Linked DNA regions of Sus scrofa: region 1 is linked to region 2. A link is a contact called in public Hi-C data. All regions are on one chromosome and are shown on one strand. The core of a region is the stretch at or near the end of the contact, and the rest is flanking DNA. Distances in the headings are between cores, read along the strand shown. Region 1 holds the start of DGKA (diacylglycerol kinase alpha). Region 2 holds the start of GDF11 (growth differentiation factor 11).

What was found. Hi-C and Micro-C count contacts between places; a contact is called where the count stands out from the background.
Region 1: a contact with region 2 is called in a Hi-C map of skeletal muscle, with 4 times the contacts expected there. The contact joins the promoter of DGKA here to the promoter of GDF11 in region 2. A contact is called at or near these places in 3 of 5 promoter capture datasets (fetal liver, fetal skeletal muscle and liver), 24 of 47 Hi-C or Micro-C datasets (adipose tissue, alveolar macrophages, blood and 14 more) and 2 of 2 datasets of contacts at active chromatin or transcription factors (alveolar macrophages and skeletal muscle).

Annotation. Positions count from the first base shown.
Region 1 is chr5:21,329,281-21,334,372 of Sscrofa11.1, reverse strand. DGKA (diacylglycerol kinase alpha) reads right to left here and starts at 2,723. Exons shown (of 24, transcript NM_214032.2): 1 at 2,533-2,723. It overlaps PYM1 (partner of Y14 and mago), which reads left to right and starts at 5,044. Exons shown (of 4, transcript XM_005663885.3): 1 at 5,044-5,092.
Region 2 is chr5:21,188,919-21,193,534 of Sscrofa11.1, reverse strand. GDF11 (growth differentiation factor 11) reads right to left here and starts at 2,147. Exons shown (of 3, transcript NM_001244310.1): 1 at 1,712-2,147. The coding sequence starts at 2,147.

The DNA of each region.
Region 1 (5,092 bases), core at 1,474-3,973, 140 kb before region 2:
CATTATTATTATTATTATACAAGGGTGATACCCAGAGAAACACATCTGGAGACCAGGAAAAATGGTGCCTTTGACCAGGAAGGCATAAATTCTAGAGACCCCCAGCAGCAGTGAAGCCCAGTTGCATGCCTCCCCCGTTGTGTCATATCTCAGGCGAAGACATGTAATATCAGGATCCTGTACTTTGCCTCTAGGAGGGTAAGAAGGCGGCTACAGAAACTAGACTGTCAGGGTCCAAGGACATCCCTGGGCTGGGACTTTGGATATAATAAGGCTCCTGGGGGTTCTTTTAGTAGTCCAGGGCCTTAAAAACCTGGAACAAGTCCAATTTTGTCCTGCTCCATCCCAGCCCTGTAGCGATAACCTGGACTAGTCCAGGCAATGCTAGGTCTGGGAGGGTGGGGTCTGTTGCCCGCCCGCCAGCTATTTGTGACTCACCCTTCCCTCCTCTCCCTGCCCGACCCTACCAACTTGGGATGAGACAGTAAGAAGCTGACTTGGAGGCAGAGAATCCTAGAACATCCTCAGAGATGGGAGGCGCCAACTCTCTTATTTTAGCAGAGGAGGAAACTGAGGCCCAGAGAGACAGCCTCTTTCTCAGGGTTACACCCAAACTCTAGACATTCTGTCCTTAGTCCAATCCATTATATCTCAGTGCCTCTGGTCTTCTAGATCTTATTTTAAACATTAAATGCTAAAATTGCTGGTAACCAAGAGATAAATATGATTTCCACAGCCAGTGCTAACATTTAAAGTTTCTTCTTTCACTTCAAGATTCGTTGCTCACATTCCCAGTCATGTAGGTTTAACATTACTCAAAGAATCAGCTATACCCCTAGACACTCAGGCTGACCCAGCGAGGAACCCCAAGGGGCAGGGCCTCCCCTTTGGGGGTCCAGGCCTGATTACCTGGACTTCTGAATCCCTTAACTACCCCAGGGTTTGCAATCCTCCTCTTCCTGAGGATTGGGGGAGGGTCTTTTTTTTTCCTGCCCATCCCTGCTACTAGTCGTTGGCCCCTGAGAAGGAATCATTTGGCTTGAAGCCTTAAAATCTGTTAAGCCTCCACAAGCATCACAGATGGTAGTGTTGCCTGATAAAGGTGGTGGTGTTTGTGTGTGTGTGTAGGGGTGTCATTGTGCAGTACAGGAGGAAGTTACGATGTTGGCATGGTTGGGGGATGTGGGCTTGAACGTTATGAGGTTGAGGAGATGCCCAGCAATATTTGCATTTCTTCCTCAGTAAATCTCATTTCCTCCATTTAAAGGTGAAAAGTGGGATTGAGACCCAGGTAGTTTCAGAAACTTCCCCGTGACAGGTGTGGAAAGGAGAGGGGTGGGAAGTTGGGGACCAGGAGGCCAAACAAGAGCCCTTCTTCACCCGTGCAGCGCTGCGGAGGTTCCAGAACTGACTTTCCTCCGACTCGGGTCCCTAGGAGACAGCTTCAGCATCCGTCCGTTCGACTGGGAGAGATGGAGGGGAAGGTCTGGGGCGGGGGAAAGCTGCCTACCGGGTTCTGGGCCAGCCCTCCCGCTGCCCCCCGCTCCTGGCGCAAACCCTTCTAGCTACCTACTCCAGCTGTCACGCTTCCTCCTTCTCGGCCCAGCAGCCCTACCCCAACCCGTGGGGCGTCCCCTCCCGCGGCCCCTGCCCGCGCCTGCTCCGGTGCGGAAGGGCGGGAGGCAGCGGGGGGCTCGCGGGGGTCTCTACCTTGCCTGCGGAGGGCGCGCGGTCGGAGCTGGAGCGCCGGCGCGGGAGCTGGAGCCCGAGCTGGGCTGGAGGGGACGGGCCAGGCAGACGCGGCCGCCGCGGGGCCGCCCCGCTCCTGACGACACAGCCGCCCGCCCCCCATCCCGGCCGGCCCGCCCGCCCGCCCGCGCCGGTGCCGGGCGCCCCCAACTCCGTGAACTTCTATTTCACTAGACCCGATTCCCCCTTCCCCGAATATCTCCAGGGCTCTGGTCTGTGCCACTTTCTCCACATTCCTGCGCTACTCAGCTTCCCGCCCCCGTAGCAGCTCTGTTTGTATCTTTCCGATCCCCTTCCCCCCCCCAGTCATTCATAGCCTCTCCCCGCATCCCAAACCTGGGAGGCCAAGATAGGGGGCGGGCCAGCTGATGACACACCTTGGCAGTTGCCCACCCACCCAACGACTCACCTTCTCCTTCCTAACTGCTGCCATCAGGGGACTTCCTCTGCATCCACTATGGATTGAATTCATACTCAGGAGATTGGGCAGCAGCAAGGCCAGAGTTCCAGACCGCACATTCTAAGACCAAACACCTCCCTGCCACCATGGGCTCCACAGAGCTTGACACGACTTGAGAGAATCTGCCCACCTTTGCCTCCAGGTTCCTCACCTCCGTTAAACCCAAACTTCAGATGTGTCATATTTGTTTTCCAAGCCAAGGACACCTCCTTCTCTCAAGGCTCAGATTCTTCCCTTAATTCTGGGGTCGAGAATGCTAAAAGCATGCTGGTCTGTGTCAACCCTTTCTCCAGTGCCCCAACCCTCCAGGCAACCCACTTTACCTGCTAGTCTTGGCAGGTGGTGTAGAAAGCCCTGGCCAGAAGTCTGGGTGAAGAGATCCTTTCGGCTCCTCCCGTCTGGTATCTATTCTGGAGTTAAAGCACTTGGAACAGCATGGATACTGGTAAGGCTGGTAGAGCAAGGGAGACAGACAGAGGCCTAGGGACTTACTGGTAGGAACTGAGGACCTAGGCATCCTGTTCCCTGGCCCCGCCCCAACCTTGTCTAACCCCCTCCTACCCTTCAATGAAGTAACATAAGTAACAAAAGCTTGAGCTCCTGGAATCTTCCCTCTTACTCCTGTTAGTGGAAGAGAGGGGGAGGGGAGAGCTCTGATTGGAAGGGTGTGTGTGCCTGTTGCCTGTTGTGTATGTACACACATACAAACACACATATAATATATACATACTTTTGGTGGGGGATGGAGAGAAGGAATGAATACAGGAGGCCCTCTAGTGGAAACAGAGGGATCTAAGCAGTTCTTGACTGTTTCAAGATAGACTTGTTGGAAGAGAATCCTCCATTTTTATCAGAAATACAGCTGCTGAGTAATAGGGTTTGGAAGTATTGTTGTTGCATCTGAACTGGAGTCTGAAGCAGGGGTTAGAGAGGGCCTCTGCTCCTGTCTTCCCTCTAATCTTAAAAAGACAAGGACATTCCCTCTAAAAAGGACCAGGATCCTGCCACTCCCCATCCTTCCTCTCCCCTTCTTATATGACCTCCTTAGTCATAGAATCATAAGTACTTTTGAAGGCTTATTATGCACCAGGTCTGTACTTAGTTCTGCAGGACATCCAAAGACATAGCCCAGCTTAGGGACCGCACCAAAGAGTGGCTTGCTGTGTGTGGCTGTGCGTGTAAGGCCTTCCCACTGTAATCCATCCTAAACAAACATTCAGTAGAAGTAAGAACAGATCCCCTAGCCCCTCTTCCAATCAGTTTTCTGCCGCTGAGCCCCTCACATAGAAATCCTGGAATGATACTAAGCCTTAAGGTACTCAGCTTTCCTTGCAGATAACACTTGCAGTGCTATCACCCTATGTATGACTTGTGTTTCTTACTCCATCATTCTCAGCTGTGTGCCTACATGAAGTTAAGGATGCTCCTTTTAAGATATTTTTTTAGACTTCAAAGTGGGTCATGAGGTGATTTAGTATGGAATAAGTTGGAATCAGTCATACTCTAGACATGTGTCTTCTTTAGGGTCTGGGCTCCATCATACCCCAGTCAGTTATTGGTTGGGGTGGGAGGAAGAAAGGCCAAGAAACATCTAAGGAGGAGGCGTCTAATGCCTACAGTTCCAGGTGCTCATTTCTTTAATCAACCACATCATAAAAATCAGAAAGAAAGAAACCACAATGAACAAAGGGAAAGGAAAAAACAACAGCCTTGTTCTCCCCAGCCTCTTCGTTCCCCTCTTCCTCCTCAGGGTGGTGTGTGTGGGGGGGCACATCCGGAGTTCAGGGTTGGGTCCCAGGCAGGTCTACTAGGCAGACAACTGAGTTTCATTTCCTGTCAACCCCAGAACTGAGGCAGGATGACTGAGGGCATATAGGGGGCCTAGGATTGGGTGGTCAACAGGAGCCACTTTAGGACTGCTTCTTGCAGAAAGGTCCATAGATTAGCCCACTAGTACTAGTACCAGAACTTCTCAGTACAGTAAGGACCAATGCATCCCACTAGTTTTTACAAGCTTCATCTTACTCCTACCTTTAATCATTAGTAACAGGGCTACGGACAGGATACTAAACCCAGCAGGGATGAAGCACATTTGTTGAAAGAGCAGGGGTTAAAGATGGCAGTGTTAGAACACTTGCAATGACTTTGTATTGAATGCAAGTCAGTTTTTAAATGAGTCTTTTTGAGATCTTTTTTTTTTTTTTTTTTTTTGTCTTTTGTTGTTGTTGCTATTTCTTGGGCCGCTCCCGCAGCATATGGAGGTTCCCAGGCTAGGGGTTGAATCGGAGCTCTAGCCACCGGCCTACGCCAGAGCCACAGCAACGCAGGATCCGAGCCGCGTCTGCAACCTACACCACAGCTCACGGCAACGCCGAATCGTTAACCCACTGAGCAAGGGCAGGGACCGAACCTGCAACCTCATGGTTCCTAGTCGGATTCGTTAACCACTGCGCCACGACGGGAACTCCTGAGATCTTCTGAATTGGATCTCTGGTGGGACTCGGGAAGGTGAAGTATGGGAGGGAAGGCAAGCTGTGACCCTAGAAAACTTCTCAAGTTTCATTTCAAAGCTGTAGCAAGTTCCTGGTCAGCCACTGCTCTTAGGATTTGTTGTTGTTGTTCTTTAAGTGGGAAATGCAGACTGGTGTAAGAGGTGGCCAGTAAGTCCTTCTGTTGGATATCAACCTAAACCAAAGTGGGGGATTTGGAGGAAGATAAACGAGTGAATAAGGAAAAAGCAACATGAGGGGAGAAGGGGGCAGGGCAGACACCTGAGGAGAGGAACCTGTAGCCGGCCCCTCCCAAGCTGCAGGGAAACGAGTTCAGCAGGACTTAGCCCAGAAGGAACGAGATTTGCCGAAAAGAGAGGGGGAGGGAGAACCT
Region 2 (4,616 bases), core at 898-3,397:
GTAACTTGCAGTCCCCAAACTGTGCATGCAGCATCTGTTTACTTCCTGCATCCCCATTACCAGGGCTAATTCCAGGCTCAGGCCAACTGGTTAAGGGATGCTAAGGATAGAATGGGCAGGGAAAGTCCACAGCTCCATCACTCATTCTGGAAATTCTCACACACTATATATATACCACATAGACCAGAGTATCCTTTCCTTCTGTACCCTTCATCTTCTTCCAGCAAACTCTTCTTCAGAATTCCTCTACCACTCTCTGGTTTCTAAGTTTGTTAGAATCCCCACCTCCGACCCCTGCCCTCAGTCAATCTCAGACTAACCCTAGCTTCTATGAGGCAGAAGCCTCAAGAAGCAAAAGGAGACTGGGGAACTCACCACCAGATCCCAGGCCTTCCCACCCCCCACCCCAGGTTAATTTCCTAGTCCTTTGGTGTTCTATTCTTTGCAGCCCTGACCAAGTACTGTGGAGTTAGGATCGCAGAAAAATTGGTGGCAGTGTGAGGCACTCAGCCCCCCACATGCACACCTGGGTTCCCAAGCCTCTCCCTTGGGGGTGGGCCACTAGGACTCCCCTCATCCCCGGGTTTTTATGACCCATCTGCCAATAAACCAGTCTCCCCCTCTTCTCTTCAGAGCCATAAAACCAAACAGTTGGGGTGGGGGGGTTTGGCTTTGCCAAACCACTGGGGAATAAGAGAGGGCCTGGTTCCCTGGTTGTTGGAGGTGGTGGGGGGAAGACTTCAGTGGGGGAGGGGAAAAGGGAGTCATCTGATCTTAGGGAGAGCTAGGAGTTGGGGGGGGGCAGTGTTGGCCTGGATTTTCCAGGCCATAAAATTTCAAAGCAGCTCAAGTCTATTAACATGTTCATCTTCCGTTTGGCCAGGGGCTAGGACTCCTGGGTTCCCCCCTCCCTCCCATCTATTTCTTTCTTTTTCTTGCTAGGTCTTTCTCCCTCTCCTCAAGTCTCATTGAGGGTTGGGGCAAGTGAATATGGAATACAACCAACATAGAGGTCTGAGCTGCCCAACGGGTGCCCTTAGCCCCAGTGCAATGAAGTTGAGTTCTCTGAGCTCGGTCAGTACCGAGAAGGCACAGCTTTCACCCGCCCCTTGAGAGACCGAAGGGTCCCAGGTGGAATGGGTGCCAGGGCTGCCGGGAGAGATACAGGGCTCTGGTATCTCTTTCCTAGGATTAGGAGAGGAGCTCTCGGTTCTTCGCAGCCCGGGGGGCGCGTTGCAAAGCCCAAGGTGGTAGAGGTGGAGAGTTGGTGCCACTGGGAGGCGGAGAGCACCGCAGCCTGGCTGGGACTGCCTGGGTCCCGAAGCCTCCGATTCTATTTTTCAGCCTCTCTACCACGGCCTTTCGGCATCGAGTTTCTGCCCCTTCCCCTACAGGCGGACCCCGGCTTTCCCAGTATCCCCCCAAGCCGGGATCTTTTTCGCACATCCCGGCTCGGAGGTGCTATCTCGCAACGCTTTCCTTTTGCCCCCTCACCTCCGGGGACCAAAAGTGCACAGAACTCCGCAGCCCATCTCTACAGCTCGAAAAACTTGTGGAACAGCCCCCCGGCCCCCAATCCGTCAAGTTTTCTCAGAAAAGGCTTTCCGGCCGGAGTAACCCGGAACGCCCCGCTTCGAGCGGCAGGCGCTCACTTTCCCGGAGCGGGAGCGGGAGCCAGCACCCCACCGCTCTTGCCCCGCGGTCCACTTACTCTCCTGGGCCATGCTAATGACAGTCTCGGTGGTGGCGTGGTACTCGTCCTCCTCCAGGAAGTCCTCGGGCTGCAGCGCGTCGCCCTGGAAGTCGTGCAGGTCCAGGATCTGCTGCAGCGGAGGCGCCTTGGGAAGCAGCTGCTTCACCACCTCGCGGCTGATGTTGGGCGCCTCCTTGAGCCGCAGTTTGCTCAAGATCTGCGACTTGATGCTCTCCAGGCGCAGCTCACGGCTATGCTGCCGCCACAAGCACACGGGGCAGCCGTCGGGCTCGGGCGCCACGGACGCGGCCGGCCGGCTCGAGCGCTCCCCCCCGGCCCCCGCCGCCGCCGCCGCCGCCGCCGCCGCCGCGGGGCCCTCGGCCGCCTCCCCCCGGGGCCGCAGCTCCAGGGCGAGGAGCAGGAAGCCCAGCAGCAGCGGGGCCGCGAGCACCATGCTGGAGGGGAGGGGAGGGAGGACTGGGGGGCGGGGACGCCGGAGTCCCGAGGGGAGGGGGCGGAGGGAGGAGGGAGGGAGGAGGAGGGGGTCCGGGCGGCGCGGGATTGGGGGCTGCCCGGCCGAGGGGGGCCGGGGGGCCGGGGGCGGCGGGCGCGCGGGCGGGGCGGGCGGGCGGCCGGGGCGGGCGGCTGGGGGGGCCCGAGCCCGGGCCAGGCCCTTTATAGCCCCGGCCCCCGTGTCGTCAGCGGCCGCGATTGGCTGCGGAGCCAACAAAAGAGGCAGCGCTGTCATCCGAGGCGAGAGAGGGAGCCGGAGAGAGCCGAGGAAAAGAGAGAGAGGGAGGGAGCAAGGGCCCAGAGAGATGGAGAGACAGAGATATAGGGGTGGGGAAGAGGAAGGGAGAGATGGAGAAAGTCAGAATCGGAGACAGAGATAAAGGGGGAAGACACAGAGGAGAGGCGCAGAAATAGAAAGAGGGGGAGGAAGAGGAGAGAGAGAGAAACAAAGGGGAGGATAAGAGTTGGGGGGGAGACACAGACAGAAGAGACTTAAGCAGAGAGACAGAGATAGAGGAGGAAAGTGATGGCATCACTAGTGAAGGAGAGAGGGGAGTCGGAGAGCAGAGGGAGGAGAGAGTGATAGCTAGACAGCTGGAGAGCTAGAGGTCTGCAGATCCAGACCACAGGAGGTCAGGGGTACATGGAGTTGGGAAGAGGGGCTGAAGAACTGAGCCCAGAACCCGGGGGATGAGAGAGGAGAGAAATGTTCCAACAGAGCCTGGGAGGTACCAAGGGAGCCCCAGGGGCAGACCCAGGATCAGGTTCAGGCCGACATAGGCAGATGGAGACTCCTGAAGGAAGGAGAGGCAGCTCAGTGATGAGAGTCAGCCTTGGTGGGAACAGTGAGAACCCAAGAGGGGGAGGAGGTGGAGAATTTGAGCCCAAAGGAGCCCCAGCTACCAGAAGCAGCCCAAGGAAGATGAAGGGGTCTGGAAGATGGAGGGGCAGCATCAGGCTCAGCAGGGGCATCGGGAAGCATGAGATGGATGGATTGGACACGTGGGCTAGCAAGAGAGACAAGGAGAAGAGGCCAGGGGTCAGTCTGAGAAGGTGGAGAGGTGGTGGGGAGCCCAAGAGCAAGACTCAGCACTGGGAAGAGTGTGAACTTGAAATTGAGGCTTGAAAGGGAATAAGGGAGTCAGAAGGCTGGAAAAGGCACGAATCTGGGAGCACTGGGGAAACAGCCGGAGGAAGTAGGGCTGCTGGAGACCATTGTGCTTGCAGAGGAATCTGGACCTCTGGATTCATAGCTGTACTTTGGATTCGCAGGGTCTTAGAAGACTGAGAAGGGGCTTGTAGTTGTAGGGGTGAGGATGAGACAGAGGGCTGCCTTCAGACGCTTTAGTTGGAAATAGCAAATTGCAAGGGGAGAAACCCAGATGTGCGCTAGCTCTAGCCTTCAGATGTAACACTGGGTACAGCCGAGCAGAAGGGGGCCACAGCACTAAAACGCTCCTGAAGTGCTTAACTTCTGGTTTTGGATACCTCTTCCCAGATTTCAGTTTCTCTGGGCTGATTTCCTCCTTTCTTTCTTTCTTTCTTTCTTTCTTTCTTTCTTTCTTTCTTTCTTTCTTTCTTTCTTTCTTTCTTTCTTTCTTTCTTTCTTTCTTTCTTTCTTTCTTTCTTTCTTTCTTTCTTTCTTTCTTTCTCTTTTTTGGCTACTTGCGGCATATGGAGTTCCCCTGGCTAGGGATCAGATCTGATGAAAGAAATGCCTTGGGCTTCTCAGGCAGAAGAGCGGAACACTGGTTTCCTCTTTGGATTAGACGGAACCCTGGGTTGTAAGGACTGAGTTGGGCTGGGGAGTTGGAGTGGAATGAGGGAAGGAACTGGGGATGCAGGTATGAAGGAGGAAGGTTGGATAGGGATGAGGAGGGCCAAGCTGGGGAGCTTTGAAGAGATGATCTGTTCCATGGAGGACGGGAAGTAAGACCCAGCAGAATGGAAGAAAACAGACAAAACCAAAAACTTAGACAGCTAGTTTCTCCAAGACACAAGCACCTCAACATTTCATCAAGTTTCTTCATCTATGACATACACTCACACTGCCTACCCTCAACTGGTTGTGAGGGTTGCATAGCAATCAATCAACAGTGGCTTCTGTTTTAGGGCCACACCTGTGGCATATGGAAGTTCCCAGGCTAGAGACTGAATCGGACCTGCAGCCGCCTGGCCTATGCCACAGCCGCAATAACTCAGGATCTGAGCTGCATCTGCGATCTACACTACAGCTCACAGAGGTGCTGGATCCTTAACCCACTGAGGGAGGCTAGGGGACGAACCTGCATCTTCCTCACGGACACTAGTGGGATTCATTACCACTGCAACACAATGGGAATTTGTCAAAAGTGGCTTTCACAGGCTCCTTTTTCATGATGATTTTTCTTTCCTTTATGAGCTCCCAGAG